3 separate regions of the Danio rerio genome follow, and regions 2 and 3 are each linked to region 1. The links are chromatin contacts, called in public Hi-C maps. All regions are on one chromosome and are shown on one strand. Each heading gives the region's core, a stretch centred on a gene start, on an enhancer-like site or on the middle of the called end of the contact. The rest is flanking DNA. Distances are from core to core; before and after follow the strand shown. Region 1 has its middle 16 kb from the start of si:ch211-168k14.2. Region 2 overlaps clybl (citrate lyase beta like). Region 3 holds the start of si:ch211-184m13.4.

What was found. A called contact is a pair of places that touch in the nucleus more often than the background predicts.
Region 2: a contact with region 1 is called in a Hi-C map of embryo, with 1.6 times the contacts expected there. The contact joins two enhancer-like sites.
Region 3: a Hi-C map of an unstated tissue shows a contact between it and region 1, with 2.2 times the contacts expected there. The contact joins the promoter of si:ch211-184m13.4 here to the enhancer-like site in region 1. A contact is called at or near these places in 2 of 18 Hi-C or Micro-C datasets (caudal fin and an unstated tissue).

Annotation. Positions count from the first base shown.
Region 1 is chr9:33,008,819-33,011,518 of GRCz12tu, forward strand. No RefSeq gene overlaps it. Among named protein-coding and RNA genes, the nearest start is that of si:ch211-168k14.2, 16 kb to the right of the region's middle. Within about 2 kb of position 1,288, at least 8 of the 62 cell types and tissues checked have an H3K27ac peak or open chromatin away from gene starts, as enhancers often do. A contact at or near this core is called in caudal fin, where this site is marked.
Region 2 is chr9:32,867,644-32,870,343 of GRCz12tu, forward strand. The region is part of intron 1 of clybl (citrate lyase beta like); the gene reads left to right. Among named protein-coding and RNA genes, the nearest start is that of clybl, 22 kb to the left of the region's middle. Within about 2 kb of position 1,253, at least 7 of the 62 cell types and tissues checked have an H3K27ac peak or open chromatin away from gene starts, as enhancers often do.
Region 3 is chr9:32,813,921-32,816,620 of GRCz12tu, forward strand. It overlaps si:ch211-184m13.4, which reads right to left and starts at 1,310. Exons shown (of 1, transcript NM_001128800.1): 1 at 199-1,310. The coding sequence starts at 1,286. The coding sequence ends at 255. All of the region lies in intron 1 of LOC137496481 (a long non-coding RNA gene), which reads left to right.

The sequences.
Region 1 (2,700 bases), core at 38-2,537:
TGAAATACAGGAAGTTGCTGTTTTGCAGACATAAGTGTGTGTGTGTGTGTGTGTGGTGGAAAGGGCTGTTGCTAATGAGGGATGTTTTGAAAACATTTAAAGCCCTAATGATGCTGCTGCAAATGCAAACCCTCTTCCGGGAGCTGTGATTTAAGATGGTTTGAGGCTGTGGAAAAATAGTTTCACCCAATTTAAGTCTTGCGTTCCTGTTGTTAAAATATTGGGGTTAGAGGCTAACACGTAGATGAGGAGGTGAACAACCCTGTGGTGTGTGTACTAAAACTCTTTCAATAACAGCTCTGCAAATTCTCAAATCTCCATTTTGTCCCTAAAGTACTTAATTGTCTGCATTTGGCAAGTTTAACACTTCCTGACATGAGGGGCCTTACTTGAATGTCTTTGCATGACTATAAATGAATGGGAATAAAAGGAATGAACAAACACACACACACATAAGCATGCATGCAAATCTATTCGAAATCCATAGTGACCAAATTAAGCATGCCAAGAGAAAATTTCCCACCGAGAAATTTTGAGATTTTAGCTGTGTCTAGTTCTGTCCGCCAGCCAATTTTCCATCAGGAATCTCTCATTAGCAGATGTTTTTGGCCACAACACACACACACCTCAGTGTGATCTGGTGAACCCTAAATTTAACAAGCGCTTACCAGAGCAGACGAGTTAATGAAAGGAAATTACCTTTTCTGCCAATTTCCCCCTTCCATTCAGGTGCTTTTTACTTGGCAATTTAAAATGACAGATACTTGTTTTTTATACTAAATAAACTGATAAATCTTTCCAGCGTTTCATTATATCCGGTAAGTGCATGAGTCAGATATTAACTGCTCTCCATTGATGGCGTGCTCCTTGCAGACCCTAAAGCGTCTGTTTAATTCCCTGAAAGTGAGATGCAATTTTTATTTCACTCTCACATCATTTGTCCTCAAAATTACTTTTCACAATCCTAGCCTCCGTTATCAACTAAAACTGCAATCTGTTTGCTTAGTCTCTTTAGAAGACGGCGATACGGGATGAAGTTTATTTACACCGCTGTCATCTGTTCCCTGCATAGCAACCAAAGACAATGATTTCCACATAAGGGCAGTGGGGAGACAGTGTGGAGAGGAGGATCGGGTAGACGGCCCCTCCAGAGCCTGCTGAAGTGAAGCCGCGGTTGGGTATGTTGGCCAGTCTCGCCCGGCCGCCCCGCAGCAGGTCTGAAGCCTCCTCTATTACTGCCTCCAATCAATAGAAGAGCTGCTCCCCCTGCTGCCTGTCTTATGCTACAACTTCCTCTTCCCTCAACCCTTCCACAACCCTTCACATTTAATCTCTTTTTTCCTTCTCTGTCTCTGCAGTAAAGCAGTCTGGATCATACGTCACGAGCTGAGGTCTGTTATGGAGGCCAGTGGCGAGACGGAAAAGCCATTCGGGAGAGCCAATCCTACAGATACAGCTGCTGCTTTTCCTGCAAATGTGGGTTAAATTAACTCATACTGATGCTTGCTTAATTCAATCTCCTGTTAGAAACGTTTCAGCGTGCCAACATAATAACTGTAATCACCTTGTCATCAAGTCCTGTTGAACTCAATCATCCGCCTCTGAAACACACAATTTTGGTGTTTGACAGCCTACGGAGGCTTCGTGTTACTCTGTGTTTGTCATGGTTGAAAGCTTTTTTAGGCCTCTTAAATTTGATACCACATGACCATTTAAAATGGTCAGTTGTCGTACTCTTAATTTTGGATGATCAAAGCTTCAAATTAAGTTGCTCTCTGCTGGTAGGCTTTGGTTTTTGGTATGTGGTGGGATTATGTGCGAACAATATCGAAAGCAATTAATTAAGATTTTCCCAGAATTTCATAGCAAACAGTGCTGAAAAATATTTGTGATTTTTTTTCCGAAGTTTTGCAAAGTTAAACAAAGTTTATGAAGTTTACGAAGTTTTAAAGCTAAAATTAAAATCTTCACACTTTGACTTTACAGTTTTGCTGATGTCTTTTTTTCACGCTCAGTATGTTTATATGCATATTTAAAATCTGGACCATGAAGCCAGACTAGTAAACCTAAACTAGTAATCATGTTGTTCAAAAAAGTTTAGGGTCAGTAAGATTTTTTATTATGACTTACACTACCGATCAAAAGTTTGAAGTCAGTATGATTTTTAAATGTTGGAAAATAAATTTATTCTGCTCAAAGAGGCTGAATTTATTTCATTATAAATACAGTAAAACTTGTTAAAAAGGTGAAATGTCATTGCACTATAAATATCCTGCCAATTTATCCAGCATGTGTTTTACGCAGCCGATACCCTTCCAGCTTCAACCCATCACTTGGAATCATTCACACACACACACACACACACACACACACACACACACACACACACACACGCGCACACACACACACACACACGCACACTCTTACACTCATACACTACGAACAATTTAGCTTACCCAATTCACCTAAAGCATGTCTTTGGACTTGTGGGGTAAACTAGAGCTCCCAGAGGAAACCCACGAGAACACAGGGAGAACATGCAAACTCCACACAGAAATGCAAACTGACCCAGCCAAGGCTCAAAACAGCAACCTTCTTGCTTTGAGGCGATCGTGCTACTCACTGTGCAACTGTGAAAATCATTCTAATCAATCTAATTATTGTTATTAATAATATTATTATTATTAATGGTAATAGTAA
Region 2 (2,700 bases), core at 3-2,502, 140 kb before region 1:
TAGAAGTAGATCAAACAGCCCTTTCAAACGCCTTGCTTCTGAACTAATTATCACCTAATAGCTGATGTGCCAACAAACAACTAGGCTAATTATTCTCTGATTTTGCTTCCGTGAGAACACAAAGTGAATTATTTTAACACCTTTGTAAATGTCCCCAGTAGAGCATTCTTTATCAGAATTTGCCCCAGCTGCTAAATGCGCTAACAGGTGAAGGTGTCTCGATATATTTTCGACACTTTTGCTGCATTTAAACCCTTTTTTCAAATTCATGACTGGTTTTGTTTGTTGTATTTGTAGCGATTTGAAGAGATTCTGACACAATATCTTTGTTTGTGGGTTACTTCCGAACAAAGAAAAACTGCCTTGTGAATTTGCCCATGGCATTTTTTATGCTCCTGTTTGAAAGGGTTGAAGGTGAATGGCTTGTTTAGCTGAAAAGGTCCTCTAAACGGTTTAACCTTCCCGAACAGCCCAACAAACAGATAGGCTGAAATTGGTGATGGCACGACCGGCCTTTTAAAAAAAGCAAAGCCCTTTTATTTGTCTGATCCGAGTGGATTTGTATTCAGTCGACACGAAGGGCCATGATTATGAAGACGTGTGAATTACAGACCAGGTCATTTGAAAGTGACGACCTGGGAATGGCACCAAAGCCTTTAGAGGAACAGCCTTTTGAGGCATTTTCCCTTTAATTCCGGTGCTGGCTTGTCCCCACAAACCCCCCTTTGTCCAGTTGGCACGGCTTTGATCTGTCCGTTTGACAATGAGCCCATCATAAGATTGCAAATTAAGGCAACTGGACACTAAATATGAAATGGAGCAAAACATTTGGGGGTCTTTCTTGTGTTTGGAATGGACTGTTTGTGCTCACAATTACTGGAAAAACCTGTTGCGGCATCTCTTTTTGATTCTGTTGAATTTCTGGTTCTCCTTTTGTTTCGTTTTTTGCAACTGCTTTTTAAGGCATTGGATATACATTTCATCCTGCTGTAACTTAGGCCATCTCTCATACACATTGCCATGCCTTTTAGACCCGGCTGCAGCCATGCGCTACTTCCTACAGGCCTTTGTTTACCCTCCTGGGCCCCAGCTGTTGGCATAGGTGATAGCCGTGCTCTGCGCCCTGAGGCCGCCCAAAAACCTGAGTCTGTGCACTGTTGCACCCCAAAACCTAAATAGGCGCATTAGACACAGCACATTAAGGGGCTGCTGGTGTGGCGGTGGGTGCTTGTCCCAGAGGCCCTCGTCTCTCTCCTCCTTCACACCTCGCCCCCATTTCTCTGTCTGGACAGATCAGGGGCCACGACACTGCAAAAGCTCAACCCGGGCCTTTGTATTTCGTCCCCCCCATTCTCCCACCTCCATTCACACAGTAGCTTCCTGATTTAGATATATCTCCACCAGTGTGAACGGGTGCCCATTGTTCACTTCTTTTTCTTGTTACACCATGTTTGATCTACCATAATGTCAACCTAGTGTGGTCGTGATGCCGTTTTTGTGTCCCTTTTAACTCGTCTTTCCCTGTTAGACACAGCACTGGAGTATAGGCTGTGAAAACACCCAGAATTCCAGACAAGTTTACTTTAGCCCAGCACCTTTATTTGGTGCAAAGTGAACATGGGTTCATCTCAATTTGAAAATGTGTTTTATTTTAATAATGGATGCTACATTTGTGGAAGAACATTGAAGCGTACCTAGAATAAAAAAAAGAATGGAGTTTGACTGCAAAACTATAATGATATTATGATATAAAAGTACCAATCTGTGTACATAATACAAATATAATCACTAATATAGAGCGGACAGGCTATTATTGAGATGATAAAGAATAAAGGTCAGAGGAAAACTAAAATGAAGATAAAAACATACTGCCCAGTTGATACTTACTGACAATTTTCTCCTCTGTAATGAAGTGTATTTCCCTGTGGCTTGTGTTGAGTGCTCTGATTTTGTGCAGGTTCTGATTGGTGTCATAGCTGAGAGAGCGCGAAAGATTGGATCAATAACGTAGGCCTGGGATCAGAAAATGAGGAAACCTGTTCCCAAAATAATGAAAGCAATGATGGTGTCTCTCCACTCGTAATGAACTTTACTACGAGCGTACTTGAGCATGACTTTGTCTCAGAGCAATGCAAATGGAATTGCCCCCTGATGGTTTGGAATGCACCCAGCTGGCCTTTAAAAGGTGATAATTGGAAAATACAGGATACAGCCTTGGTCAGAAAAGGGACTTCTTGTTCGACTGCTTTAACCACTGCATCTTTGATAAACGCTACGACAAGCTTGCTTTGAGCAAGGTTTTTACATATTTCTCTTTTTTTTTTTTTTGGCATTTTAGGTGTAGTATTAATTGAAATAAAACTTAGAAATTTTTGCTTCATTTTTTTCTGTTTCCTTTTATAAAAATACAACCAAACTAAACAAATGCCATTGGCTGTACTATTTTTATATGGGGTAAAGTTTGAGAACTGAAAACTTTTTAGTTTTGGTGTGTAGCATAATTAATAATAAATAGAACCAAAAATATATCAATGTATGTGCTTGCTTTCGTCGTAGGTGATTATATTTTTGACTGGGGGAGAAATAAAAAAAACTAAATCACAATTGGATTTATTTATTTAGGTTCAACTCTCTTAAGTATCCAGTAATATTTTTCCCAGGTTTATATAGCTCTCACAGATGAAGGTAAAGTGGGGCATA
Region 3 (2,700 bases), core at 60-2,559, 190 kb before region 1:
TATTAATACATCAAATATACATACATTAATACATGATCATTTCATTTTAAAATGCATATAGTCAGCCAAAATACTAAAAAAGCAAAACCAATGTCAGTAATTTTTTTAATCAACGACAAATAATGTTGTGTGAAGTTGCCCAAAAATATTAGCTTATTCTAGACTCTACAGCTCAACCGCAATTTCACACATGTTCAATCATTTCCTTTGCCGTCTGCACCATCAGTTGTTGTTTTCATGAATAATACTGTCCCTCATGTGTTACTGCTGCTGTTATCCTGCAGACTTTTGGAGGCTGCCGAAATGGAAATGTAGCTCTTAAAAAGACTCATGACTCTCTGCTTATACGTTCTGATGGCAAAAAAGTAAATAATAGGGTCAAGGCAGCTGTTTAAGTTCATCATGGCAACGGTTACCTGCAGAGACAATTTCAAAGCCTTTAACTCTTCACAAGAGGGCTCGTGGTAAAGCCTTCTCACAACAAACTGCATGATGTTAATGTGGTAGGGGCTGAAGCACACTACGAAACTGAGCAGAATGAGTAAGATCATATTTTTGGCTCTGGTGTGGCCTCCAGACTTGTTGGTCAAAGGGTTTTCTTTGGCCGTCTTGTAGAGCTTGCAGCTGACCCGGCTGTAGGAGCAAAGAATAAGTCCCAATGGCATGAAAAACCCAATGACGCAAGCGAACAGAAGAACATAGGCCATCCTCTTGCTGTCAAAATTGGAGAACTCCATGCACGTTCGATGACCAGGTCTGTTTTCCATGATGCTCTTGAAAAGCAATGGTGATGTTTCAAGAAGAACCACCACCCACACCAGAACACAGACGGCTTTCACGACTTTGGTTTTTCTCAGTCTTTGACAGCGCTGACGGTGCAGCATGGCCAAGTAGCGATCCACACTGATGCAGGTCATGAAAGCGATGCTTACATAGGTATTGCTGTAGAAGATCATAGCCGTCAGGCGGCACAAGAAATCTCCAAAAGGCCAATCAAAGCCACGGATGTAGTAGGTGATCCTGCCGGGCAGAGCTAATGTGAAGAGAGCATCGGAGATGGCCAGGTTGATCAAATATATTGTGGTAGAGTTCATCTTCTGCCTTTTCTGACAGGTGATGCAGAGGACCAGGGAGTTACCTGCCACGCTGATCACAAAAATCAGGCAGTAGAAAAGTGGAAAGAGGATCCGTGCAGACTCCTTGTAAATGAAAACATCACAAGTCTGGTTTGATCGGCTGTCATTCTCTGCCATCGTCTGAGAATCTAGTACAGTTTGGTCACTCATGTCCGTGAGACTGGAAAAATCAAACTTTGTTTTAGGAGGAGGTATATACCACATTATTTGCATACTTGTATGAATAAAAGCATATGCTAAGCAATTTCATAAGAATTAAAATGTCATCAGAGTTTAAATAATGTCATATTGTTGTCCAAAAGATTACATATCAATAAGTCAGCTTAAAGATACTCACAGCAGGTTTGGGTTTGATATTCTGTCTCTCTTTGAACTGGATAGTGGTGTGACTGAGTTTGTCAGAGTTTGTGCTGAATTACTTCAATAGAAACCCGCCTCTTAAACCTGATTGGCTAAGCTCAATTGGGATTTAGGTAAGGCATTAGTTAAAGTGAAATATCATGAACAAAAACCAAAACAAATGTTTCATTTTTATTTGTTCTTTTAGTTTTAGTCACTATAACCTTTATAAATATGTTGATTATACATTTTACTTTAACTTTTATAAAACAACTATCATATGCTATTTTTGATTAGTTATTTCAATTAATATTTACACAATAAATTCTGTTCCATTAGTTTTTTGCAGAAGTTGTTACCTTTGTTTTCAGCATTAACATAATCATGCTACAATTCCTCTTTTTCGAGTTATTACCGCTCATGTATAACCACAAGCTGCTGTTTCTTCCACACTGACCCAGTTAACATGCCAACAAAATGTTTTAAGGTGTTTTGCAGGGTCTCAGACATCCATTTTTGAAATAAACTTGAAGACAAATGTATCAAACGGCAGGCATATGAAGCACATACAGAATTCAGAATGTTTTAGTGGAACCAACAGAAGCATTATGTTTAACTGGAACACAAATGCTTGCTTGTGCAACTTTGATTTTGTATGAAAAACAGGTAGTCTGCAGTACCCAGCAAGCAGTCAGGTGGCTGATAACATCTGTGGTTTATAACCACAATGTACCTCGTCCTCACATTCGATACATGGCAGCAGTTTCCCAATCACTTGGGTTTCTGTTGTAATGTAGTAAAAAACATTTAAAAGTGTCATTTCACAATACCAACACATGTATGGAATATTCGAGCGATTGCCTAAAGATATGCATTTGGGCAGAGAGACTGGCACTAAACATAACAGCAAATTCTGTGAAATGGTACTACAAATTTCTACAAAAAAAATATCAAATAAATATATTAAATAAATATAAATACAATATCTGTGTTATTTCTGTGGCTTAAAGAAACCAAACATTCTTGCAAAAGTGATTTCTAAACATGTTTCAATCCATTTGAAAATGTTTAAATGAAGATCAAGCTTTAATCCACTAACTACCATCAAACACGCAACTGTTTCTGGCAAAAGACATGGCAGGCTGCTGATGCAAACGTGCCAGTGTTTTAGCTAAAAAAGCATGTCAGGCCCCTGCTCAAACATTGTACCACAAAACCCACAGCG